Linked DNA regions of Sus scrofa: region 1 is linked to region 2. A link is a contact called in public promoter capture Hi-C data. All regions are on one chromosome and are shown on one strand. Each heading gives the region's core, a stretch centred on a gene start, on an enhancer-like site or on the middle of the called end of the contact. The rest is flanking DNA. Distances are from core to core; before and after follow the strand shown. Region 1 overlaps LOC106507649 (a long non-coding RNA gene). Region 2 holds the start of PTGER3 (prostaglandin E receptor 3).

The links. Promoter capture Hi-C pulls out the DNA fragments that hold promoters and counts their contacts.
Region 1: a contact with region 2 is called in a promoter capture Hi-C map of fetal liver, with 5 times the contacts expected there. The contact joins the enhancer-like site here to the promoter of PTGER3 in region 2. A contact is called at or near these places in 3 of 5 promoter capture datasets (fetal liver and liver) and 16 of 47 Hi-C or Micro-C datasets (alveolar macrophages, brain, embryonic fibroblasts and 11 more).

Annotation. Positions count from the first base shown.
Region 1 is chr6:142,136,508-142,139,207 of Sscrofa11.1, forward strand. All of the region lies in intron 3 of LOC106507649 (a long non-coding RNA gene), which reads right to left. It also overlaps a transcript of PTGER3 not described here. Among named protein-coding and RNA genes, the nearest start is that of PTGER3, 180 kb to the left of the region's middle. Within about 2 kb of position 1,269, at least 3 of the 83 cell types and tissues checked have an H3K27ac peak or open chromatin away from gene starts, as enhancers often do. A contact at or near this core is called in fetal liver, where this site is marked.
Region 2 is chr6:141,958,147-141,960,978 of Sscrofa11.1, forward strand. It overlaps PTGER3 (prostaglandin E receptor 3), which reads left to right and starts at 1,296. Exons shown (of 3, transcript NM_213834.1): 1 at 1,296-2,144. The coding sequence starts at 1,317.

The DNA.
Region 1 (2,700 bases), core at 19-2,518, 180 kb after region 2:
TTCAGTGCATGGAACACAGTGAGTGGTCAATAATGGTTGTTATTTTGACTCCGTTTTTAAAATGAATCGACAAGAAGTGGGACACAAAACATTCAGCCATTGCACAAATACGAGTTGCAAAGAGCAAAACACCACCAGTTATGCATGCTGTTTACAAGATAAAAATAAATTATTAATAGTTCTTCAAGAGAAATACCACTATCCCTCACAGGAAGAATATGAGAATTTGGCCAAGGAAAAACACGAACCACCTCCCACAACCTTACCAACATGGAACCAGGTCCCTCAGATCAACAAGTTTATTAGAGCTCAAACTCATGGAAAAGAACAATAGAGAAGCAATTCAAAGTACTTAATAGGGCAATGGCTTTTAAAAGATCAACTGCCACCCTTATCCTCCTTTTTCCCCACCCTTCCTCCAACACAACCACATCTGAGGATAAAGATATTTATAATTCTCTGGAGACTAACTGTAATAAACTTTTGACAAGCAGGCTGGTAAACCTGATAAAAAGTATCTTAATATGACAGATATACTTCTCAAATGGAATGTGGGAGGGGAGAACATACTTTAATTTTTGATAAGCTAAAATAGCACCTTAAAAATGGAATGACCCCGCATAAGGATTTAACAGCAGAGTCAATTTCAAGTCAGATAAGCCTCTAGCTATTAGGTAATCAGGTTTGCATTCATATTAGATTTCACATTAGAAGGCTTAGCATGACCTTAGGGGCTCCTTATTCTTGCCTTCCTCTATCCCGCCCAAATCATTTGAAATTAATCACTAGTCTCTGATCTGTTCCCCAGTGGCCTATGATGGAAAGAATCATGATTTAACAATTCCACAAATATTTTTTGAGGCTTTGTGCTAAACCCAGTAGCAAGGACACAGAGATGGACATGGTTCCTGCTGTCTGCCCCATCTCAAAACCCCAGCACAGGCTCCCCAGCTTCTAACAGGTCCACTTAGTTCTGCCCACCACCTGAACCACTTCCTGTGGCTCCAGCCACCCCCAAGTATGCCTTGGCATTTTTGCTTTCCTGTGTGATTACAGGGCAGCTATGACTCAAGATTCTGAACTCCTGAGGGTGAGCCTTTCTGCTGAAAAAGAGAGAAACTCAAGCATGAATTTCCTCCAATGCTTCTATTTTGCAGAATAAGGCTTTCACTTTGGCTCCTATTGCAGTTCTTGTTCTAGAAGTCTATGTTTCTCTAGACCCTGCTCAGGTGGCATGTGCCTTAATTTGATCAGTCCTGCCTCCCTGTGGATGGAAGTTATTATCCAGAGCATAACTTTGGTGTCTATGACTCTGTCACCAGCAGACAGACTTCCCTATTGACACTCTCTGGAATTTCCAAAATCCACTCGCCCTTAACTTTGTGTCCACATCTAGGGAACTGAGCTGCAAAAGGTTAAACCACCCAAATCCCAAGGACAGATATTTGGCAGCTAGTATTCATTGAATAAGGGAATAAAACATTCAGTCATTCATTGAGTATTGAATAAGTGCATGCTTGTGTCAGACACTATGTCAAATGCTGGAGCTTTAGAGACGGGAAGAATTAAACCTATTTATCAAGGAGTACATAGTCTCAAAGGGAAAACAAAGAGGAAGCAAACAATTATAAGGGATAAACAAGAAATATTCAAAAACACAATGGGAACGTGGAAAAGGAGAGCCAAATTTGGTTGTGAAAGATAGGGTGGTGTCATAGCAGAGGTGGGGTTGGAAGGAGTTGTCAAAATGAGATAGGGGGATCCTGTATGGAAAATTGCCAATAGGTGAAGTGTACCGAGTGGAGGTATATAGATTCCAGGCAGGGCAAACAGCCATGCAAAGGCCTGGGATAAAGAACAGCATGGTATATCCATGATATAAGAACCTTATATGTTTTGCTTTGGAGTTTAATCTTTATCTTATAGGCCCAAAATAGCAAATGAAATTAATCTTGAGGCTTATTGGTTCTTGCCTGTCACGGTACTCAATAAAGTCAGTTACAGACAAGGAAGAGAAGACTAACACAACGCTGCCAGTTTACAATCTAAGCACAGACAATCTCAACTCCCTGAAGAGTTTTGTTAAATTTGGAGAATAATGTGTCTGGATGTTTCTTTCTTGCCACCCCAATTGGGAAAGCTTTTTCAGGATGGAGCCAGATCTCATGGGCTTGTCTAGGGATCATGAAAGATCCTCTATCTTTCCAGCTATTTTTCATTCAAAGTAAACAGCCCATAGGTTCTGAATTGTGATAACTGCCCTTGAGAAGGAAATAGCAACTGGAGGAAAGGAATAAGCAGACAAAGAAAAATGAATAGTGTAATAAATGTCCTAAAGGTACATTTTTAACATCTAGAGAAGAAAGAACAGCAAAATCTTCCTGATGGTTGGAAAACGCATCATTGAGTAGATGATCAAAGATCCTTGCATGTCAAGTGGGAGTCTGAGGGTGGAGAAGGGTGTTCACAGATGAAGAAACAGCCTGAGCTAATAGCACACCATGCATGAGAGTCAACGTCTCTTCAGTGAACAGCACACCAGCTTGGCACTGCCAGGGTGGTGGAGGACCAGGGCTGGTGGAAGACATACCTAACAAGGGCAGGTTGGGCAGTTGTGCAGGGCCTTGTATAACGTGCTGAGAAGAGGTGACTTGAATAGAGCTGTTTTTTGGACACCCTTGATGAAGGAAGGAGAATGCA
Region 2 (2,832 bases), core at 46-2,545:
TAACTTCATGGAACCTCAGTCACCTCACCTTAAAAGAAGAAGGAATAATACTAACAGGACCTTGGGCCATGTCTGGGAAAAAAACATGGTTGTAGAAACATAAAATACTGGTTTAACAAAAGATTAGGTGAAGGCCTTCATACATGTAAATACAGTTTCTAGTCCTAACTGCATAAGAATGGGCAAGGGTTGGAAAAAGATGGTGGGAGGCTCTATAAGAGCTTGCCTCTTGCCTCTGCCCTTCTCCCCCGTTCCTCTCCAGCTCCTTAGGCAGGCAGACTTTGATTTCAGTATCTTAGATGCGCTGAGATAAATGAGATAGTGAATGGCTGCCACCTGCCTCTAGCCACTTTTGCCCTAGATGAATTTTTTTTTTTTTTTTTTTTTTTTTTTTTAGGAAGGGAAGAATGTGGTGGTGGTGGGTGGTAGTTGGGATTTCTTTATTTTTGAATTCCACCATCTGATTTTATTTTGTTTTCCTGTACTAAGTTTACAGTTTCAAGTGTTCCTCTGGGACAGAGCAACTTGGCCTGCTCACGATCACGCTAGTAGTCCCGAGGTAGTAAAGGAAAAACGTCCACTCTCCTCTCTGCAACAGGTTTGCTTACATTGCTCAGGGTCAAGTGAGATACACCTGCCCGGTTACAAAAGAGCTTCGGGAGGACGATCTGGTCCTTGCACAAGTGCCTGTGGATGGAGAATGAGGGGGGCGGGGACTCAGGTCCGCCTGGACAACAGGCTGGAGGTAGCGTAGCCTCCGCCGCCCACCGACGCTCGTCTGGCAGAGAACCCGAGGAGGCGCCAAGCGGGGCAAAGCGCCCTGGCTGGGCGTCGGGTCCGGCCAGGACCTGGGGCATTTCGAGAGGAGTCGTCCGGAGGGTTTTCCCAGCCCCGGCGGCCAACCCGTGGTCACGCTGCAGCGGAGAGAGGCGCGCAGCTGCTGCTGCATCCTCCTCCTACCTCACGGGCGCCCCGCCCCCCTCGGGCTTATACAAGGCCCCGGGCACCTCGGCTTGCCCGGCCTCTGAACGCTTCCCGGAGCCGACGGCGCGGCTGCGGCGCGGCCAAAAAGCCCTGGCGCCGCCTCCGAAGAGGCGAAGTAAGGCGGCGGCTGCGCCCCGCATCATGGAGGGCAGCCCAGCCCCAGCCTCAGCCCTGGTCGCCACAGACAGCCTCCGCCGCCCGCGTCCCGTCTGCCGGCTCCCGTTGCTTCTCTCTGGGCGCCATCCCCTCCTCACCTCGAGGACAACATGAAGGAGACCCGGGACCAGGGGGGCGCCCCTTTCTGCACGCGCCTCAACCTCTCCTACTCGGGCATGTGGGCGCCCGAGCGCTCCGCTGAGGAGCAGGGCAACCTCACGCGCTCCCTGGGGTCCAGCGAGGATTGCGGCTCAGTGTCCGTAGTCTTCCCGATGACCATGCTGATCACTGGCTTCGTGGGCAACGCGCTGGCCATGCTGCTGGTGTCGCAGAGCTACCGGCGCCGGGAGAGCAAGCGCAAGAAGTCGTTCCTGCTGTGCATCGGCTGGCTGGCGCTCACCGACATGGTCGGACAGCTGCTTACCAGCCCGGTGGTCATCGTCCTGTACCTGTCCCACCAGCGCTGGGAGCAGCTCGACCCGTCCGGGCGGCTGTGCACCTTTTTCGGCTTGACCATGACCGCCTTTGGGCTCTCCTCGCTCTTCATCGCCAGTGCCATGGCCGTCGAGCGGGCGCTGGCCATCCGGGCACCGCACTGGTACTCGAGCCACATGAAGACGAGCGCCACCCGCGCGGTGCTGCTTGGCGTGTGGCTGGCGGTGCTCGCCTTCGCCCTGTTGCCGGTGCTGGGCGTGGGCCAGTACACCATCCAGTGGCCCGGGACGTGGTGCTTCATTAGCACCAGGACAGGGGGCAACGAGACTAGCTCCGAGAACAACTGGGGCAACATTTTCTTCGCTTCTGCCTTTTCATTCTTGGGGCTCTCAGCGCTGGTTGTTACCTTTGCCTGCAACCTGGCTACCATTAAGGCTCTGGTGTCCCGCTGCCGCGCCAAGGCCACGGCGTCGCAGTCCAGCGCCCAGTGGGGCCGGATCACGACTGAGACGGCCATCCAGCTCATGGGGATCATGTGCGTGCTGTCTGTCTGCTGGTCGCCGTTGCTGGTAGGTAGTTTCAGAGTATGGGAGTTTGGAGGAGGGGAGGAGTGCGCGCCGGCGGGCTGTGGAGACTTCCGGAAGTGGCAGCCCCTGCGGGGTTGTGTTTGCAACCGCGGAACTTTGGAAGGGCCCCTGCCCGCGCTATGATGGTCGCGGCTGTGGAGCTGAGCTCCTTACTTACTTTCTGAGCACCTTTCTGGTGCCAGGCATTGCATTAGGCTCTGATGGTGCACACATGGAGACCAACTTATTTCAAAACGTTGCTCGCATTCTAATCAAAGTAAGGGAATGCCCAGGTATCGTTTCAGCGCTTGTGCAAAAGCAGAGGTTCTCCTGGGTGCACTGGAAGCGGTGTGGCGATGACAACTGTACTCGGTGCTCTGGGTTTTCTCCTTACTTCAGATACCTCTCGCACGTCGAGTGATTTTTCAGTCTGCAGCAGCGCTTTACCTGCGACCTACCGCAGACTGGCACAGCGATCTTGCAGCTGTCCCCCCGCAGCAGCCGGGCCGGCGCTCAACCCGCTTGCAGGCTCGTATCTGACTTGGAGACAGGAGAGTGAAGACGCATCCTGCCGCTTGGCCAGCCTCAGCCGTTTGGAACCGGGCTGCAACCTCTAGGAAGTGCTTGACAGCCAGTGGGCCCCGAGGCCTGGTCACTCCCCTCTAACCAGCTTTTGATTGTCCTTGGCTAT